2 separate regions of the Rattus norvegicus genome follow, and region 1 is linked to region 2. The links are chromatin contacts, called in public Hi-C maps. All regions are on one chromosome and are shown on one strand. The core of a region is the stretch at or near the end of the contact, and the rest is flanking DNA. Distances in the headings are between cores, read along the strand shown.

Region 1 (3,920 bases), core at 697-3,196, 520 kb after region 2:
AAATTGAGACTATTATAAAACCAATCAGGACCTTCAATATACTTTATCATTGATAAAAAGCCATGAAGTTGGGGAAAGTCAAAGCATCAACTGGAAGAGGGAAAAATACTTGGAAGGTTTTCTACCCATGTCTGAATTCTCGCTTGATTGCTTAAAGCCTGGGGTGACTTAGTTTCAGCTGTGAGCTTGAGATCTGGGGGAGAGTTGGTTCAAAAGTAAAGAACAAGAAAACCAAAATTGAGAAGTTAGCAGTAAAAGCAACCCTGGACTGGTATAAAAGATTAATTTGTTGTTGTTGTTGGTGGTGGTGGTGGTGGTGGTGGAGGTGGTGGTGGTGGTGGTGGTGGTGGTGGTGGTGGTGGTGGTGGTGGTGGTGGTGGTGGTGGTGGTGGTGGTGGTGATGGTGGTGATGGTGTTTTAACAAAGCGGCCACAGTAGTTGCCATAGGGTGTGGTTTTGTATTAACCATGACTCCGATGTACCTTACCTACTATCTATCCAGGGGTAGCACTCTGTTCCTCTTTCTCCATTAGATCCAGGTGAGCTCCAATCACTGTGGGCGTGATCCCGAGTAACTCCCAAGCCTGCAGATAAGAGGCAAGAAGCCTTTTCCTGTTTAGCTTCCAGCTCACTATTTAGACCCACGTTTTAGGACAGGTTAAGGATAGTAAAGTGTGTAAGATGGGGTTCCTCTTGACACCCATGAGAGCCACAGGCTCTCACAGCCACAGTGTGTCTCCTTTCTTCTGGGTCTTCAGTGACAGCATGAAAAGCTAAGACATCATGCGGTCATATTGCTTCCATCCCTTCAGGAAAGTTCTCTCCAAGCAAGAGTCCCTAAAGCCAACAAAGGAGTATTATCCAGAAGGGATGAAGAAGAATTTGCAGACCTAGAAAACTGAGAAACTTTCCAGAAAAAGAAAGCACTCTGGTCAGAGTAAAACTATAAAAAGATACTCCCAGCTAATGTGAAAATTAAAACAACTGAACAAAATGTTACAGGATTCAAAATTGGAAAAGATTAAGAGCCAAGTTGCACCCTGGACCCAAGGTTAGAAACATGTTACCACTGGAGCTGTGACCAGGTTCAATCAATTTAGAAAACATTGTAACAATAGCCACAGGGGTAAGGTGGCAAGTGGTGAAGATCGTTTCTAGTCTGAAGTCTCTGGTCTGTGGACACTCACAGGCATTCGCAGCAGACAGTAGGAGGACCTTCACAGCAGCCCTTTGTAACAGAAAACAAGTAGAGATCAACTCTTCAGGAAGGGTGAAGAGAAACACGCTGAGGTTTCCACAGAAGGGGAAAGTTACCCAAAGACGAATTCTAAAATAATTAAAATTGTGAGGAGCAAATACCCTGCCCCACTCCTAATAATTAGCAAAGGAGACTGGGCAGTGAGAGCGACCTTGCAAGGTCAGACGCCACCCATTCAGTCAGACACGTGAGTGCAGTGAGCACGGGAAGGGGACAACCGTTCACGTCGTTTACCACTTACAGGCATGTGGGTTTATCTTGACTCTTTATGACCTGTTTAGTTTAAAGCTTTTCAAGAGTATGACCCTGTCACATCTGTAGGACATGGGACAGGGTGAGCTGCTGATAATTTTTTTCACTATGATTAAGTCTGAGCTTACTAGATGAGGGCAGCTAGAGTCGGAGTCCTTAGCCGGACCGATGTTGTCTGTTCATTTGTATCTATTTGGACCTAGGATGACTTAAGCCATTTTTGTTTTGAAAATTGACTCTCAATTTTTTTTATTTTTACTTATTTATTTACTTACTTATTTATTTTTACAAAAACGATAGCTATATTGAGGTTTATAAACATGGAAGCCATTTTAAAGTGTCTGTTGAGGGAGCCGGAGAGATGGCTCAGTGCTTAACAGGTCCTCTCATAGAGGACCAGAATTGGGCTGCCAGCATCCGTATCCGGTATTTCACAATCACCTGAAACTCCAATTCCAGGGAATCTGATGCCCTCTTCTGGCCTCCACAGGCATCTCCCCACATCTACAACCCACACAAAGACAAACTTCACAGATATGCACCATTAAATTAATTTTTTTTTCAAGAGGGGGAAGAGGAGGAGACAACTGAGAATGACCTAAGATTTCTGTCATCCTCCCAAGATAATGAGTTCTTCTTTCAAAGCTTCACTGATACTGGACACACACACACACACACACACACACACACACACACACACACGCCTACCTTCTGGGCCAGAAGCAAAGGACTTCCTTGTCAGACTAGACAGCTCATACTCCATTTTCCCATCAGTTCTCTTGCCTTCAAATTCCCATAAGGGCGCTGCAGAGTGGTCCAGGTGAATGCTCCTTCTGCAGTGGGAATGCTACATCTGCAGTGGGACTACGTCACAGCCGAGGGGGTCTCTTAATCCCCCATGCATGTGCATGGGTGCACATGTGTGTAGTGTGAGTGTGTAAATGTAAGTCAATGGTTAGCATAATGCCCAGGACCCTGTTGGAGGCCAGGTCTTACCGGGTGAGTTCCAGTCCTGTGACTTGCGTGACTCAGCAAATCTAAATTTTGATCTGTTATGTGACATCTCGCCCTCTGTTGGACCATGCTCTAAGCCTGGGGTTTTACAGCTTGAAAAAGGAAACTCTTAAGGACACATGCAAGTGTACCTAGGGATCCGGGTGCAAACAAGGGCTTGGGGGTGCTTCCAATAAAACTGAGATAAACATACAAGGTTAACTGCAATGAAGAAACAGCGGCAGCGGCTGGGTCTTCAGGTTTCCTTCCATAAATAAATGTGTTGAGCAATAGCTCCACCTACAGATGGATTTGAGAACTGCAGCGGTAGGAATGTAAGGGGTCTGGAAGCTTTCTGCTCCTTTTCCTCTCCTCTCTCAACTTTCCTGTTTTGGTTTTCCAGACAGGGTTTCTCTGTGTAGCCCTGACTGTCCTAGAACTCGCTCTGTAAACCAGGCTGGCTTCGAACTCACAGAAGTCCTCCTGCCTCTGCCTCCATGTGCTGGAACTAAAGGTGGGTGCCACCACTACCAGGTGGACTCCTCTACTTCGTTTCATAAAAATATTCATCCTCCATTTGATAAAAGTCAGGATCTTAACCCCCTCCTGGTTACCCCTCAAGCATATGTCCCCGTGTAGTAATGTAAATGCCTAGCCCAGCACGAGCCCAAGCCATCCTGGGTTTCCACTAAAAAGTCCACAGGAGAGGGGAGCTGACCTTATCCTCTGCAGAGAAAGACACCTTGTTCATGACCACCCTGGAGGCAGGCTCACCAAACAGTGACCTCACATGGCAATGGCCTCCCAATCCAGAGTCTCATCGTGACAAGTGCGAAGTTTTTCTCCCACTTACACCCTTTAAATATAAAATCAGTTCATAGAGCGCCCTGAATGTTTCGTCTGCAGCATATTTTGTGTTAAGTGACAAGTGCGCTTTTAATAATCTACTCCAAGACCAATCATCCCTTTCCTAATTATAATTAATTTCGCAAGCTTCACTAAGCACTTTTTGAGATTACATTTGCATTAATAATCCAAATTATAATGAACTCAAACCCCATATTCTACTGTTCTGGGAAATTTAGTTTTTAACAGAACCTGCCCCAAAGGGATTCTGGGAAACTCCCAGTAATGTTTTCCTGCCATGTAAGTCCTTCCTGGAACCAGCCATCTGCCCCCAGGCCCCTGAAATCCGAAGTCCATGAGGCCCTGCTCTGATGGCCATCTCTCTGTCTCCCGCCTTCTTGCTACCTCTAACAAGTTTATTCCCAAGGGGCAGGCCCTTCGCTTTATTTAGAGCATCCCTAGAGACTCAAGTTGACATGGTGAGAGGCTAAGGGAGGTCCCTACAGAATCATGTGACCATCCCTGCTTGGGTCCCCTCCCAAAGCAGCAATGACACTGTGTTGTGTGCAAG
Region 2 (4,081 bases), core at 894-3,393:
ATTTTTATCCACTGCTGGTGAAAATGTCAAAGAGTGTAAGCTTTAGAGTGGTGACTTTGACAATGTTAGCGTTCTTCTTTTACCCCAGATTTCATATTAAGTATGTATCTTTACTGTTAAAAAAATGCCAAAGATATATATATATATATACACACACATATATACATATACATATATATATATATATATATATGATCTAATTAAATCTCCACATGTAAAATGCCATAGTTCATGTAAAGAACGAGAACGGTATCTACAAACTGCAGTGGGGTGTGCATCAAATCAAGCTGTTAAAGATTAAGAAAGCAAAATCAAAGGAACACATGTGGCGTCTTTCCTTTGGGAAAGAAAGAAGAGGATGCCTAAATATGCACATATTTTTCTTTATCAAAAGAAATACGAATAAACCAGAAAACATAAAATGATGGGGCTGGAAAGGAAAAAAAGTGAGTATGGGAAGGGGTGGTGTTTATCTAGGAATAACTTTATGTGCAGTTTTGTTATTTGAAGGAACTTGTATGGTGTACCTTAAAAAATATGTACAGTTGAAGCTGGGCAGTGGGGGCACATGCCTTTAATCCTAGTGCTTGGTAGGCAAAGGCAGACAGATCTCTGAGTTTGAGGCCAGTCTGGTCTACAAAGCAAGTTCCAGGAGAGCCAGGGCTATTATAGAGACTCTGTCTCAAAAAAAAAAAAAAAAAAAAACAACAACCAATCAACCATCAAGTAAGTAATAAAAACAAAATAACAAATAAAACCCCAAAACAAAATAAAACCAAAATTAAACCAAAACACCAGTGAAGCAAACAGGAGGGAAGGAGAAAAAGACCTTCATTGAGAGTAAGCCGAAGCAAGCAGACCTTCAGGACACTTCAGAGAATTTGTGTAACCACACAGAAGGAGGAAACCAGATAGTTATGAACATGGCCTTTACAATATATCCTAAGTCTTCAACAGTGGAGAGAAGCTAGGAGATTCTAAACTTCTGAGTAGAATTCCTTCTTCTACCTGGATGGACAAAGAAGTCTGAGTCTACTTTTGCTATTTTATAGGACTAAGAATATGAGCCACTGTATGCATCTTCTGAGAGCTAAAGTAACTCACTGTGGTCAAAGGACATGTATGGAAGGGGTAGGCAAGGAAAAATCTCAAAAGCTTAGATTGTATTAACAGCATCTATATGAATCATGATTTTGAGACGATATACATGTTTATGTAAATATGTGTCCATCTACACATTTACTCACTTATATTAATTATTATATGTATATTTCAACTATCATACAAGACCCCAATTTATCTTTTTTTTCCGGAGCTGAGGATTGAACCCAGGGCCTTGCACTTGCTAGACTGAGCTAAACTCCCAACCCTCCCAATTTATCTTTTAAAAAAATATGTATGTGTGGATGTTTTATCTATGTCTTTACCTGTGCACCGTGTGTGTGTGTGTGTGTGTGTGTGTGTGTGTGTGTGTGTGTGTGTGTGTGTAGTGCACACAGAGGCCAGAAGAGGGCTTTGGGTCTTGGGATTGGAGTTCCAGGTGGTTATGAGCTGCCATGCAAGTGGTAAGAATTGAACTTTGGTCCTTTGGTAGAGCAGACAGTGCTCTTAATTGCTGAGCTGTCTTTTCAGTACCACAGACCTCAATTCATCAATACAAATTTGTAATAAAAGGAACCAGGAACAAGAAATGGCAGTTCCAGCACAGAAACAAAAAGGACTTTGTAGTCGTTTGCTCTATTAGAAAGGAAGGAAGAAGGGGAGAGATATTGAATAAGTTCTTACCAAATCTGAAAAATAAAAAGAACATCAGTGGGCTTATATTGCCAACAAACAGATAGACAAACATTAAGTTGATGGAAAAGAGGGCTCTTGTGTCTGGTAAATGTTAGAACTGGGGACCTGTTATTTTCAGCCATCCTAGGTAAGAACGAGTTAGGTAAGAATCCACAGTGAGTGCTAATATAGTAGGACATTTGCAACACCCCAGCCTGGGGAGAGCATGTGAGCATCTTTGTAGCTCTGCCTCTGAAGTAGAGAAGAGGGAGTACTGTTGAGGATGGGGCCAAGCAGTGCTTTAAAAGCCCTGATTGTTCCAAGGGGCGGGGATGAGGGGGAAGGAGACAGCATGGGCAGAGGAAGAGAAAACGGAGAAAGGAGGAGGAACAGGAAAAGAAAGGAGGAAGAAGTCTTTAGTTCCGCTGGCATCTAAATTTGGTAGATGTTTAGACAGCCAATAATTTATTTCCAGGCTTGCAAAAACCACTTATTCTGCCCTGCTGTCGACATAAAATCTCATACACATTTTTACTGAAGTGGATGAGCTCACCAGGGTTGCATTTTAACCCACACTCCTTGGCAACACTGGTATCTCTGTGTGGGAGGCACACAGGGGTAGTAATTTAGTTGGAGGAGGGTGGTGAGCTCGCAGACGTGCATTGAGGCTGAGCTTGAATGGCAAGCTCCCATCTTGTTTCTTTGGTTCGTTCTTTTCTGGAACATTCACTGTATACTTATCTGTGACAGCTAAAAAGCTGAAAGTCTCCCCAAATTGCTGTCATTCGTCTACGGCTCAGCGGTCTCAGCTTTGAAGAGGCCACCGCAATGCCACTGCTGTGGGGGCACAGCATACCCCTGGGCGATATGGACAGCAACTGTGGACTCACGTGGACCACAGACTGGCAGCCACTGGTAGCTTTGTGGATGTTCACACTGCCCTCTTGGACCCACCCACGGTCCCAACTCCAATTCAGGTGACCCTGGTTCTTCAATGATCTATCCTGCTGTGGGAATACAGAAAGCCTCAGTTTGTGTGTGTGCACTTGTGGGGCTGCATGTACACGCTCAAGCAGGTGCGTACCCACTTGAGCAGGCACAGGCCAGAGGAGGCGGTCAGGTGCCCTCTTCTGTTGCTTTCTACTTTAGTGCCTAGTGGTATGGTCTCTCTCTGAACATGGACTTGTCATTTCGGGGCTAGGCTTGTGGCCATCACGCCCCAGACATCCTCTTGAGTCTCTGCCCCTCTCCCAACCAGCACTGGGGTCATCGTTTCACAAGCCCACACCTAGACCTCTGTGCATAGGTGCTGGAGATCTGAGTTCAAATCCTCACACCTGAGCAGCAAGGACTCTTAGCCACTGAGCCATGTCTCCAGCCCAGCTTACATAGTTTTAGAGGCATCTATGCACATGTAAGTGGAGAGGACAACGACTTGCCTCTGTTCTCTAACTGTGGTAGCATCTAACTTAGACCAGTTCTCTGGAACTTGCTAAGGATACAACATCTCCAGGGCCCTGGTGTACTCATTCAAAACTCTCTGAGCCTCGGACCCAGCAACAGGCCATTCGCCTTCATGCGAAAGTTTAAACAGCATTATTCTCAGGGGCTCAGCTTATCACAGTCTTCCTCATTCCATACTGTTAACGTCAAACAGAGTTGATAAGCATTACTGGATGTTTATTATTCAGAAAAATCTATTTCTGAATGCAGAAATAAAAACAAAATTAATTCCATTCCATAACAGGCACATAGCGGTGCTGGAGTTTCACATGCTTAAAAATGTTTCCCGAGACAAGGCCATGCTGGGCAGTCTGTTCTTGTTTCCACGTGATTGAATAAATGCATGAGAGCCGTCAGCAGTCTCGAGACACCTTGAAGGAATGATGGGAATGGATTGGTCGTGATAAGTTCATTTCCCTTTGATGCCCAGGTAAACGCCTCTAACAGTCACATGACCACCAGGAACCCAAGTTCCTTCTGTTTTGTTCTTCGTCCTCGAGATGAACCTTGAATTTTGTGGTTCAGGATGGTTGCTTCAGCTCTCACCATCACATCTGTATTTCACGCATCTGGAAGAAAGGAAAAGAAAGGTGAAGCCTATGTCAGCTAGTGAGTATTAGTCACACTGCTGTTGCTGTAACAAAATGCCCAAAATAAGTCAGAGAAAGGTTTTCTTTTGGTTTAAAGTTCCAGACAACTCATTATTCAGTAAAGGTGTAAGAGCAGGAGTCAGAAGCCTGCCTGGCTGTGGGGCAGACAGAAAAGAGAGTGGTCACATCCTAGAGCAGGACCCAGGACCTGC

What was found. Hi-C and Micro-C count contacts between places; a contact is called where the count stands out from the background.
Region 1: a contact with region 2 is called in a Hi-C map of frontal cortex, with 2.0 times the contacts expected there. The contact joins two enhancer-like sites.

What each region holds. Positions count from the first base shown.
Region 1 is chr13:79,975,540-79,979,459 of GRCr8, forward strand. No RefSeq gene overlaps it. Among named protein-coding and RNA genes, the nearest start is that of Tbx19, 29 kb to the right of the region's middle. Within about 2 kb of position 1,947, at least 16 of the 93 cell types and tissues checked have an H3K27ac peak or open chromatin away from gene starts, as enhancers often do.
Region 2 is chr13:79,459,243-79,463,323 of GRCr8, forward strand. LOC120096206 (a long non-coding RNA gene) reads right to left here. Exons shown (of 4, transcript XR_005492368.2): 4 at 3,440-3,848. Among named protein-coding and RNA genes, the nearest start is that of Atp1b1, 120 kb to the left of the region's middle. Within about 2 kb of position 2,144, at least 34 of the 93 cell types and tissues checked have an H3K27ac peak or open chromatin away from gene starts, as enhancers often do.